Linked DNA regions of Sus scrofa: region 2 is linked to region 1. A link is a contact called in public Hi-C data. All regions are on one chromosome and are shown on one strand. Each heading gives the region's core, a stretch centred on a gene start, on an enhancer-like site or on the middle of the called end of the contact. The rest is flanking DNA. Distances are from core to core; before and after follow the strand shown.

Region 1 (6,514 bases), core at 1,893-4,392:
CTGACCTCCTGTCTGCCTGACCTAGGTTTTTCATGTGGGCCCTGAGTACTTTGCAAGCTTCAGTGGCTCTGGTGATGACTGGGAAGAGTGTATACCTTCTAATGTTAGTCTGGGTGGCAGGTGAGCTTAGCACAGCTGTGACACACTGCCCATGGACCCAGTGGGAGGCAAGGCCCAGGTAAGGTCACGTATTTGGTTTGTTCCCTGCAGCACTGTGACCTTCCCATTCCACATTTTACTTTGCCTTCCTGCTTCTGACCCTTGACTTGGCTCCAACCTCCACAGATCATTCCAATAATTGTTCTGCATTTCCAAAACATAGATTCTTACTTTGTGTCCATGTCCTAACATTTGCTCCTACATGGCATTGATCAGCTATGGTCTGAGGAATCTCTGACCTTGATGGCTATACTCAGAGTGTGGATAAAGAAGGGCAGAAGGAACTGAGAAGCTGTGGCTGGGTGTTAGGATTGCTTTGCTATTTCTTAGACATTGAGCTTCTCAAACCTGCCTCTACTGCGTGGTAAGATTACTAAGATACATGCTATAGCTCTATAAATGGCAGAGAGGAATCTAAGCCATGAGATCTAAAAATTCCTAGGTGCCCTTGTTCTATGATGACTCTGCCATGTGTCTTGTGTGAGATCGGATTTCCTTATAGACTCAGAACAGTCAGTTCATGAAAGCAGCTCATGAGAGTAAGGCAGGGAGTTAGAATCTGAACACTTGAAATTAATCTGGAGGTCTAAAATCGGGCTAGATCCAGGAAAATATCTAGGAGTGAGTAGGCAAGTCAGATTGGGAAACTACTTGAGTGATCAAGCATAGAAATAGGAGCAGCAAAAGGAAGTGTGTAACCTGCACACATTGGTTTGTTCTGTTTTTGTTGGTTACACCTGTGGGATGCTGAAGTTCCCAGGCCCAGGACTGAACCTGTGCCACAGCAGCGATCCAAGTTGCTGCAGTGACAATGCTGGATCCTTAACCCACTGAGCTACAAGAGAACTCCTGGACACGTTATTTTATGGACTTTCTGGGAAGTCATTAATTGTTTCTTACCTCAGTAGTCCTTTTTTTAAAATAGTTTGGACTTGTCGCTCTCCAAATTATGTTCTATTTCTCCAGCACTAAATGGGTTTTATTGTTAAGTACCAGTGTCAGTGTGGGTTAGCAGTTCAGCTAACAGATGGAAGATATCAGTAACATGAAGTATTTGATATCTAAGTCCAACTTCTTTTCTAGAAGCAACATTCTTTTTTGATTATTTTTTGCTAAGGCAAGAGCAGACCAAAATTCAGGTGTGAGGGCTGGTCTTGGAGAACATCTTTAAGAGCAGAAGGTGACCCACAGGTATTCATTTCATGTGTACTACTCACTTGTGAGCTATTCAGCCCCATAGAAGTGGGTTAGCTATGTCTTTGCGGCTTTGGCACTGAATTTGACTTTGTCAAACCATGAATCTAGGCTCTAGCAGAATTTAAAAATAGTTGTACACATGGGACTTTCTGCCTACAGAATGACACAGTGGAGGGCTGAGTATATGGGAAAGAAAAATAAATCTCTTTGAATTATAAGATAAAGTATGGTCACACAACCGTGACCCATCAGCTCAGGGTGAACTAGGTAGAACCCCCAAGATCATTCTCACCACCCCGTGTCTACTGGAGAGGTCTTTCTTGCTAGGTCACCCTCCTCAATCCTCACAGTCCTTCCAAATCTAAGTTAGAACATTGGACAAGATAAAAGTAGGGTGTCACCAACACCCTCAATGTGATAGTTTCAGTATGTTTCTATTTGGATTGTGTGCTAAATCAGATTTATGCTATCTTTCTCAGGATCAGCTACATAATATGCTGAGCCCAATGCAAAATGAAAATCCAGGGCTCCTGATTCAAAAGAACTTCAAGATGGTGCCAGCACAGGATTAATCCCAGCATTGTTTTCTTCTGGGCACTGGGTTCTGTGCTGTGGTACTACAGATTGAATGTCCATGGCTGATACTCATCCTGTCTCCCGGTCTTCTGTTGCTCTGCCGTCCTAGAAAGAAGCCTGTTCCTGTAGGGTGCTGCTGGTTCTAGTCTCTAAGGTATTGGACAAATCGACCCAAGCAACTTGCCTACACCATTCTTTCTCTTGTACCATCTTGTTATGAGCCACAGAAAATTTTATTGAAGTAAGGAAAAGGCATCAGAACAAATTTGAAAATGTTTTCTAGCTCACATTCCTCGGGGTGCCAAGATCTTCCTACCTACTCTGACTCTAATCCAGGGGTTCTTAATGAGGAGTAAAAATCATGATTCCTTGGGATGCTTCTTCAAAGTACACTTATCAGGGTTCTAAACCTGTCAACCCAATTTATATAGGATGTTGAAAAGGCTTCTAAGCAAAATATTGGTAAGGAACTACTTGAGTCCAAGCTCTTGGGCTAGGCCATGATGGAAGATTATATGAGAAAAAGACTTTATATGTGTATGACTGGATCTCTTTGCTGTCAGCAGAAGTTGGCACGACATTGTAAATTTGTTTTAAAGAAGTACTTGAAAATGATTCCATTTGGTTTTTTTTTTGAGGCATATATATATACACATACATATATATGTATATATTTATATATCTGTATATCTATATGTATGTGTATTTGTGTATATATGTAAAATATAACATATACTATATATATCTATATCTATATTTCCCCATCCCCCTTGATACTTGCATGTGTTGAAACTGACATTTTTTTTTCAGAGCGCTTTAAACTTCACTCTGGCTTACAGATTCTGGGTGGTGATGATTACCCACTTTGACTCAGAGTGAATTTATTCGTGACTGAATTTAGTAGAGGCCACAAACTAATTATTGCCACCAACCAGGAAAAAAAAAAAATCAAAGGAACGAGGAAATGCCACAAGTAGTGGCAATATTTATTGCAGCATATGGCTAATGTGTAAAGAGGTAACAGAATGAAGTATCTCCAGGGATCATTCAAAAGGAAAATTACTTAAATTAACTTCCCAGGCAAACCGAATTATGCATTATGCCCCCTCCTGTAATGCTATACAAAGTCAATGTTTGTGAAGAGTAGAAGGGGGGGGCGGGTGGGGGGCTATCAATCAAGCCTTTCATAAGAACAGTTTTGTCCGCAGGGATTTTTTTTTTTTCCTTTGCATTTTTGGCTTTGGGATGAATGAAGAATTTTTCTCAGCAAATTATTAATTACTACTTCTTGCCTATCGAATTGAGTTCACTGTAGTTCTGTAGGAGTCAATGGTATTCAAACTGCAGCTTTTGATGAAGTAATCAGCCGCTTCTGGGGCCTCTTTCAGCTGCCCTGGGCGTGCTTCACATGTAAACGACGGCCAAATGGATTCTTTCGACATTCCAGCCAATTAAAATACATTTAAAGTGCAGCTGGTGGAGAGGCAAGCCCGGCGATTGTGCTGCAGTGAAACTTCAGGGCAGAGAGACCAAAAACAAACTTTGTGGAACCTAGCTGGGGCAGCCCCGCCAGGCGTTTGGGGGGCAGTGGAGAAAGTTCCCCCAAAGAGGCTATCTTTAGTTCCTGTCAGCATCAAAGATGCTACTTTGAGCACCACCTTAAAAGACACAAAAGAGAGAAGCATGTTTGCTAGGGTGTCAGTTTTCTCCCCTTGCCTCTTGAAACTCAGCATTGGCTGGTTGCCCAATGTGGTGCCGCATACAAATATTGACAGAACACAGCGGTGTTTGTTAAACCCGGGCTGGGGAAGCCAGTGATTAAAACTCTCGACGGAAGATCCGCAAACCCCAGGAACTCTCCTCAATAGCCTTAGAACATTGACCGAATGAAAAAGAAAAGCACTGAGTGGGCTAAAGGGAACCATTCACCGTCACTGACTGCTATGTCTTTTAGGTAAGGACAGAATTTTCCTTTCTCTCTCTCTTTTTTTTCCTTTAGTGTTTCTATCTGTGTGGAGGCAAGGGCTTCCAACAGGCTTAGTAAGCGCTCTGCTCCTGAGCTCTGATTTGCAGAGAGCAGAGTTTGCCTGTGATTTTTCTGGAGGAGGGGAGGGGAGGGCTATGTGTAAACAGACACAGGGCATGACCAGCACGCACGTGGAGTCTGCCAGTGCTTTTCCAGAATTCAGAAGGATGCGTTTTTCTATGTTTGCCTCTGCGGATCTATCCCTGTATTTGCTGCCTGTGTCCAGGTGTCCTGAGGGTGATAGCAAATAAATTCAGCCTCTGCACCCATAGGTCTGCCCTGCTTGGTTGTTTCATTTTCAGTTTCATCGTACACATTGCCTTGTCCATTCTGCTGCCAGTCCCACACCTATGCATGTGAAGAAGTCGTTTTCTTCCTTCTGGGTTAACATTTAGTCAGACACAAGCATTCTCTTTCAAGCAAACCCCACATGTTTGGGGATGTCATGCTTTATCTTGACTTTCACTGGAGAAGCTGGTAACTGGCAGCTTTCTTCTGAATCATCTTGTCTTATCCCAGAAGGAGGCACCTGGGGTTGTCCTGCCTCTGTGGTTCTGCAAGCCCAGTAAAAAGCTCTGTGGGTCGGACTTCGATGCCCATGTTAAATCCTGAGAAGGGTCTGGAAGAGCTTGGCAGAGCAGGGGTATTGATTCTTACCCATCAATTTATCAATGAAAGACATGCAAAGTTCTTGATGATTTCCTCTCTTAGCTTGTCACGGTAGGCGATTTTTGGCTTCAGTGCTGTTCCTTGTGAACAAAGAACCTTGCACATTTCACTGCAAAGGATCATGTTGCCACGTCCTGAGCTCAGTTCAATGTGCTTTATTAATCTTTAATGTGCCAGTAGCTCTGAGGCTACGCCAAGCTGAGACTTTCCAAAACTCTTTGAGCTACCTGCTGCCAAGATAAACAAGGTGGGGGGAGGGAGGGGGTAGGCCCAAGAGGGATATTTTAAGGAAACTGGCAAGAGCAAAGTTTGACCTATTAAGTTGTTCCTGAGTCAATGAAAGAAATCTGAAATAAAAGAGATTTCAGAACGAGCTGCCTCAGCTATGCTCTCCGTGTGAGAGACCTGCTTGGGGTGGGGGGCGGCATGTCCCAACACACAGTGGTCTATGTTCCGTGTGTGGAGAGGATAAGGCGTCCTATTGTATGGGTGTTGGGTTAGGTTTATGAAATGGGTGCTGTGTGAACACAGAAGGCCTTCCTGCCCTTGGCTGTGCCTGAGCCCAGAGTCAAACAAAGCTACACGTGTGGTGGCTACTTGTCCAGTACAACCACTTCAGACATGTCCACAGAGCCAGGGGTGGGCCGTCGTCCCAAGAATCCCTTTGGACAGAACCATAACTTTGTAAGAAGGAAAATGGAGTGGTCTGCATTAGAAAATTGGGTCCTAGAGGTGACGTCAGGACTCAGAAGACGTGTGTGTGACCAACCAGGTCCTGCAGAAGAGAAGGCTCTGGTGTTTAAGGGCTGTGGGTTGTTCGCCAGACTAATGCAAGGTCAATGGGGATGCAAAGTCATTCCTTGGGGATGTAAGTAATAGTCAAGATGGACCTTCCTGTAAACACAAGTCCCATAAACAGAAACCTCATCTGTCAGGGGCGCCATGAGGAGGGGACTGCATTGGAGTGAGAGGAGCTCCATGATTCTTTCCTTTCTGGTATTGAGGCAATGATGTAAAGACTTGACATCATTATAGGCAGTGATGAGAAGGGGCAAGAGTGAGGGAAGCCCTCCATTAAGCGTGGGGTTGTGTTGCTATTATTTTTTAATTGGAAAATAATTTTTAGTTGAGATATAGTTGATTTACTGTGTAAGTTTTAGGTGTACAGCACAGTGATTCAGTATCTGTGTCTATATCTATCCTTTTTCAGATTCTTTTCCCCTATAGGTTATTATAGATTATTTGAGTAGAGTTCCCTGTGCTATACAGCAAGTCCTTGTTGGTTATCTATTTTATATATAGTCTGTGTGGTTTGGTTGCCTTTAGAACCCAACCCAGTCTCTTTCCTGTGGACCAGAACAGGGTTGACAAACTAAGCATGTCAGGTTAAACCTGATCCCCATGATTTTTTTTTTATAAATAAGTTTTATTGGAACACAGCCACACCCCTTCACTGACACAGTCTATGGCTGCTGTGGTACTATCACAACAGAATAGTCACATCAGAGACCCTATGGCTCTGCAAAGCCTGAAATATTTAGCATCTGGCCTTTTTCAGGAAAAGTTTGAACAATGCTTCTCAAACTGTCTCACATACCAGGTTTGTTTTTGTGTTAATTTCCAGGTTGCTTTGGACTAATAGTTTTACTAAATGTGATAAAAGTGTTGCTTGAATGTTGTGACAATACCTTATTGCTATGGCATTTCTAAACATTTGCTCTTAAAATTTGTACTTGTCATGGATCCTCAACAGTTTGCAGACCAGTGCCAGTCTGTGGACCACACTTTGAGAGGGTGTAGTCCCTGATGAATTTTCTAGTCTCATCTTGTGCCATTTGTCCCAAATTTCCAATCTCATGCTACTGTTCTTCCTGAGGATGGGATGCA
Region 2 (6,514 bases), core at 1,938-4,437, 110 kb after region 1:
TTCTCATTGGGAAGTAAGACAAGACTCCAGTGTGTTTTCTCCGGAGGAATGGAAATGGTGCTTTGAGAAAGCTATCTTACCTGGGTGGAAATTTTCCATCATTCTTTTCCTTGGACTTTTTTTTTCACCTTCAAGATATAGGGTTTATGCTTGTGAGCTTCCACTATGGAGGCCTGGGGAGCTGTCTGCAGGGGCTGTGTTTGGTGCCTTTTTCACTTTAGACCACTGATTTCAAAGCCCTTTATTAAAGAGGCCCTCTTTAATAAAGCTCCAAAGACTCTCTGTGGATTAGACTTTCCTAACCTCCCCCTGGAGGCCTCCTTAATGTTCGACCAGCCATGACAAGGAGCTGGGCCAACCGGAGAACTTCCCAGGTTCCTGACTTTCCCTCTAGTGCCTGCTGGCAACCCGTGAACTCTACCAAAGTGGTTCTCACGTGTCTTACCTTCCAACTCCGTTTGTCAAACAGCAGTTGGACAAGGGAAAGGTCAGCACTTCATGTTCTGAGCACTTAACTTTAATTATTTCTTAAAGTGGACACAGTCCAAGAGGTTTTCAAGTCAGCTCTTAAATGTAAGGGAAGGGGGGGTTCGGTCATCCCATCAGGAATAAAAACTCGGTGCCTGGTTCTCCTACCTTCTTAGCCCAATCCATCCTCACGGACTGCTATATTCTCGTAGAAACTCCACAACTATGCATCTAATCCACAGATCTTTACTGAGCACCTACTATGTGTCAGACATTTATTGAAGGAATAGCTAGGTTTTTCCTTGTGATTTATTTCAAAAATTATGCAATCATGTACTTTTATTATTGTTTAATAACAGAAATGAAATATGGAGTTCCCGCTTTAGCAAAGTGGGTTAAGAACCTGACTGCAGCAGCTCAGGTTGCTATGTAGGCTCAGGTTCTATCCCCAGTCTGGAGTAGTGGGTTAAAGGATTCAGCATTGCTGCAGTTAAGGCTCAGATTCAATCCCTAGCCCAGGAACTTCCATATGCCACTGGTGTAGCCATAGAAAATAAACAAAAACAAAAATGCTCATTGAAAAAACGTCAAGCCACACAGAAGGACACACAAGTGAAAGTTTCCTTATATTACTTCCCAAGGATACTACTGCTCATAATGTGTATAATTCCTCCTATCATATGCTACAATTTGCATTAGTTATTCAAAAACCTCCTTCCTACTTCTCTCCATGTCAGTTTTTGCAGTTACCTTAATTTTTTTCAACCCCTCCTAAGTTTTTCATACACATACCATAGTTTGTATAACTTGCTTTTTCTCATATTGATGAATATTTAAGTTGTCTCCACTCTATTGCTTTACAAATAATGCTGCAAAGAATATTCTTGAATTTATAGCCTTAGGCTCTTTTGTGAGCCTATTTTTGGGATCACTCTGGAAAGGTGGAATTGTTGGGTTTAAGGGTTGAACTTCAAAAAAATTTTTTTAGATAATTCTAATTTGCTTTCCATAAATATTGGGTTGTTTAAAACCCATTAGTGGCATGTAAGATGTGCACTGTCTTGAACTGATTCCTACACAAAAGTGGAATATATGGGGGCCTTGATGCCCTACCAAATCAGTAATCTATCACTGCTCTTTAAAACTATATTTTTTGGGTGTGCCTGACATGGTGACCAGTAAGATGTGAGGTCATTGTTTTTCAAGGGTAGGGAAAGTGCTTATCTGAACACACACCCCATTTCATGGACTCCCCTGACCTTGTTCCAGTCTCTGCCCTAAGGCCCTCTGGGCCCCCTCTCCCCCCATTTCTGCTTAAGATTCACTATGGCAGGAGGTTTGGGTATAAACAAATAATACAACACAATAGCTGCCCTCAAAGACCTTTCAAACTGAGCTGGGGAGACAGAACACAGATGGCTAAAAAAACAAGCTAAAAATACAAGTCAGTATATAAAAAGCAGCAAATAAATAGTCAGCATCATTACAGCAGTTCAGAGGAAGGAAGGAAAACAGCAAATGAGCTAGGGTGTCTGAGCTCCATGGCAGAGACCTGGTGTAGGATTTCTGGATTATTCTGATGGGGGCTGGGGATGCGCGGGGGAGAGAACCATAAACACCAGGAGTAAGAACCAGTTCACAGGAAAGAGATTCCTGGAGAGAGTGGAAAATAGCCAGGGGAAGTGCCCAGTTCTAATTGGCTAGTTGGAAGTGGGTGCGGCTGACAGTGCTCAAGATGATTGGAGATAGTTGGCAGAAGTTGTTGATGGTTTGATTTTTGGCATGATGGGGTGTGGGGTGGGAAGGTCATTCAAATTTTGAGAATCTGAGGAAGACTTTCAGCACTCAGAAAACCCTCTGATTTGCAGACAGACAGACAGACACACAATTTTGGCTACATTTCAGGGATTTCTCCCTTCTACCCCAAGTTGAAAAAATTCAAAGTATTCCTAAAAAGTATTCTTCTTTTAGTCAAGCTATCTAGGAAAAAAACAAAAACAAACAAAAAAAACCCAGCCAGGTATATATATATATATATATATATAGAGAGAGAGAGAGAGAGAGAGAGGGAAATATATATATATGTGTATATGTGAATATATACATATATATATATAGAAGTTGTTAGGCAATAAGACATAACTATTATTCATTTATTCCTGAAACAGCAAACTGAAGCAGACTGGAAACAGGTGGGTAACAACTTGTTAGGGGCCCGCTGGCATCTCAAACTTCCCCTTCGAGGCTTCAGTTTAGCCAGCGTCAATTGGTGGAGGCAATTCTCTGCCTTTTTCAGGAGAAAGGATCTGACCCGAGGAAAAGCAGGCTCTTGAAAAATCTGCATCAGTGGGATTATTTACGCTTGTATCACTGGAATCCGCTCCGAGATGCGGATTTTTGCTGCCGAAAAGATACTCTTGCTCCCCACCCCCTCCTTTCTTTTTGACAGTCAGTTAATAAAGACTCAACAATAAGCAGCTGCCAGTGATGTCATTTGGGACTTTGTCCACGGAGCTTGTATTTACAAGCTCGGAGCAACCACGGAGCCGCAGCCGCCGGGGGAAGCGGAGTCTCCGCAAACTTGCTCTGAATTCGCTGCAGGAACTTTGTGGCTGCTTTGCTTGGGCTGTTCTGGAAAACTGCGCTTGTTCTCTGAGCCCGGCCTTTTCATGCTTCACAAATAAACAGAGGATAAACTCGAGAGGAAATGTGGAGCTGGGGAGAGTGGTTGCAGTTCCTGTGTTTGTCTCCAGGACTGTGATATGTGTTGACTGCAGAGCTGACTACAAGTAAGACTCAGACAGTTGTTTTTTTTTTTTTTTTTTAAATCTTGTAACAGTTTTTCCTATTTATACAGCTTGGTTTCCTTTTAAAGTGAGATGATGATGATGTGTCTGTATTTCTCCCAGCTCTCTCACTGCCACAACAAGTATGCATTTGTTCCAAGTAGTAATTACAGCGTTAAGGTGGACCCGGTAGGTGCACAGGACTCTGGCGTCTGAGAACAGACACAGGAGGCAGATGATAACAAGATACTGAATTCCTGATTCTCATTTGCCCTTGCAGAGAAGTTGAATTTTTTTTTTTTTAATAGAAAGCAACCAACCATACAGAAAACTATTAGGTTGACCTAGGAATTTTAATAGAAAACTCTCAAGACTAATTTTTAATTAACCAGTGTGCTGGAAGGGAACTCGCTTTTGGTCTTTGTCTCTGATCCTTTCTGTGGGTTATAGATTTCTGATATGTGCATATTTTTCACAGGATCTCTTTCCCTCCTGCCTATACCCTCTTGCCAAACACACACACACCTAAGCTCATTCATTCTCAGGGAATTCGAAAGTGTAGACAAATGTTTTGAAATTGAAACCGTTTCTATATGGATTTCTTCTCTGTGAATATCTGGGAAGGTGTTGACCGTTCTGACTTCTGATTTGGGAACCTGAATGAATGTATTACTGGCAAAAAGCAAACTTGGGCACTCAGCTAGATCATGGTGCAAGATCCTCATCCTGGCTTTCACTTTCTTCCCAACTCTTTCAAACTTTCCATACATTCTTTGGGGAATAGGAAGGGTGGACTTCATGTGCAGCTAAGCCTGGACCTGGGCTCCTCATCACAGCTGCCTTGGGCCACCTGGAAGTTCTGCTTCCCAGCCCCATGTATTTGTCTTTCTGTTGCAGAGCTTCTAGCTGCTGGGTTTGCACCTGAGTACCTACAGTTCAGCCCCTTGTGATCAGTAGCAAATCCTGGCTGATGCCTGCCTACCATCCAGTTCCCTGGCTGCGCTGCTGCACAGATTTCCAAGTGGCTGTTAGTCCCTTACCTACTACAAGTGAGCCCCATGACTCACTCCTGGAAACCCCGCTAGTCCTCAACTCAGCTGCTCTGTCACCAGCTCACAGGAGCAGTGACAGCCTTCACTGACTTTCCCTTTTCCTCTGGTCTCAGATTTGTAAGAAGCTGGTGCCTGAAAGCTCCCAAAATATTCAGCTATTTTCCAAGAAGCTCCACGGTGGGCAGCACCTTACTTTGTGTTTGTCAGCTCCAGAATTTTCCATCCGAGCAAACTGTCTTGGATATGGTGTGATATATTACAGCTCAATCCTTCTGTGAAATTTTACTTTAAAAAAGGGATGTGCTATTAAAACAGCTTCCAAAAACTATTAGCCCAAGCTTATCTTTTACAGAAGAAAACCTGAGGCACGAGGAGGGGGAATGAATGATGTGTCCCAAGTCACCCAGTAAGAGGGTGGCTGAAGTCCAGCTGGGAGTTCAGTCTCCTGTGCTCTTCCTGGCATGCGTTTCACATTTCAGTTCTTCCAGGTTATAGAAGAAATAGGACCTGTGTGTGATTCCTAGCCTTCTTGCAGGAGCTGAGCTGTGTAGGTAAAGGTGTGGAGGTGGTCAGGAGAGAACGTTCCTGTTTTGTCTTTGGCTCAGGTATGTTTCTTAACATCTCTGTAGTTCACTATTTTTGCTAGAGAATCGACGGGCACTCTGTGATTATGTGACAGTTGATGGCTAAAGGCAAGCCAGGTGGTTCAGGCAGTGGGTTACTAAAGGAGGCGCTTTGCATCAGGTACAGATTGAGAGAACTGGGAAGGAGGTTCCCAGCTCTTGCATGGTGTGCTTTTGCTTTATTTCTGAGTCTCTATTGACCACACCTTGCTTTTTTTTTTTTTTTTTTTTTTCTGTTACCCCTCTTTGGGGCCCCTCTTGCCTATAGAAGCTTCTCTTTACTTTTTTTTTTTTTTTTCTTTTTAGAGCCTCACGTGAGGCATATGGAGGTTCCCAGGCTAGGGGTCGAATCAGAGCTCCAGCTACCGGCCTACACCACAGCCACAGCCACAGCCATGTCAGATCCAAGCTACATCTGCAACCTATGTCACATCTTGCAGCAATGCCGGATCCTTAACCAACTGAGTGAGGCCAGGGATTGATCCTGCATCCTCATGGATACTAGTCGGTTTCTTGACCCTCTGATCCACAATAGAAACTCCTCTTCACTTTCTCATTGATTCCCCTGCTCCACCCCCACTTCATTCTCCGCTGCAGCTTGTACCTTCAATGTTAACATTCAACTAGATTCTACTAACAGGCTCCATCTCTCTCTTCCTGGAGACTTCCTTGTCCCTGACACCCCTGCCTCTGGGATGCGTCTGTAGATTCTTCAAGTGACAATTTTCTTCTTTGGACCTTCCTGGTATTCTGTGCTGATTTTTGCTGTGGGATCTGAAGCTCTTTGCCATATAGTTAAATACCCCTTTCCATCAAAAGCCAGGGCTATGTTTCAATACTTCCTATAATCCATGGCACCTGGTACAGGGTGGTGGTTGGTATAGAAGACTAAATCATGAATAAGTGGATCACTCATTTTAAATACCTCCTTTTCCTGTGTCAGATGCCAGGGCCTCTGCTCGGGGCTGACGAAAAGCTAGTGTAAGTGTGCCAAGTGGCTTGCAATTCTTCATGGCGATTGAAGGCCCTCAGTGCCAGATTCCCCAGCTTGGAAACAAGGCTTTCCTAATATGAGGCCACCAACCTCCCCTGCCTCATTTCTCTTCACCCCCTCTCATGTACTCTGTGTTTGTCCTATAGGTATCTGGCCTGTCTTCCAAGGGTTGGAGGGCAGCATGGCAGGGAAGTTGAGGACTTGGGTTCTGGAACTAAGTCCTGCATGGGCTGGAGTCCTGATTCCACCATTGGCAAGCTTTATGATCTTCATTAATTCACTTGACTTTTCTGTTGCAGCTTTTCATCTTGAAAATGTGGCTAGGAGAGGTGTCTCCCTCATGGGAATAGGGGAGTGATCAAATAAATTTGATATAGCTAAGACACTTAGCACAATACCATATGTAGATTAAAAACTAATTAGTATTAGCGATTGTCATTTTAAATTACCTGCCTTGCAGAGGTCCATGTCCCATCCCAGACTTAGTGAATCAGTATCTCCAAGGAGAGATTCAGATCCAGACGTAGTTGAAAAGTCCCTCAGATAATTCAGGTGGGAATTCTCTGTCTCCATTATTAGGAGCTGCTTTCT

The links. Hi-C and Micro-C count contacts between places; a contact is called where the count stands out from the background.
Region 2: a Hi-C map of liver shows a contact between it and region 1, with 6 times the contacts expected there. The contact joins the enhancer-like site here to the promoter of NCKAP5 in region 1. A contact is called at or near these places in 1 of 5 promoter capture datasets (liver) and 5 of 47 Hi-C or Micro-C datasets (brain, liver and skeletal muscle).

What each region holds. Positions count from the first base shown.
Region 1 is chr15:18,407,951-18,414,464 of Sscrofa11.1, forward strand. NCKAP5 (nck-associated protein 5) reads left to right here and starts at 3,143. Exons shown (of 21, transcript XM_021075797.1): 1 at 3,143-3,886.
Region 2 is chr15:18,513,539-18,520,052 of Sscrofa11.1, forward strand. The region is part of intron 1 of NCKAP5 (nck-associated protein 5); the gene reads left to right. Among named protein-coding and RNA genes, the nearest start is that of NCKAP5, 110 kb to the left of the region's middle. Within about 2 kb of position 3,188, at least 26 of the 83 cell types and tissues checked have an H3K27ac peak or open chromatin away from gene starts, as enhancers often do. A contact at or near this core is called in liver and skeletal muscle, where this site is marked.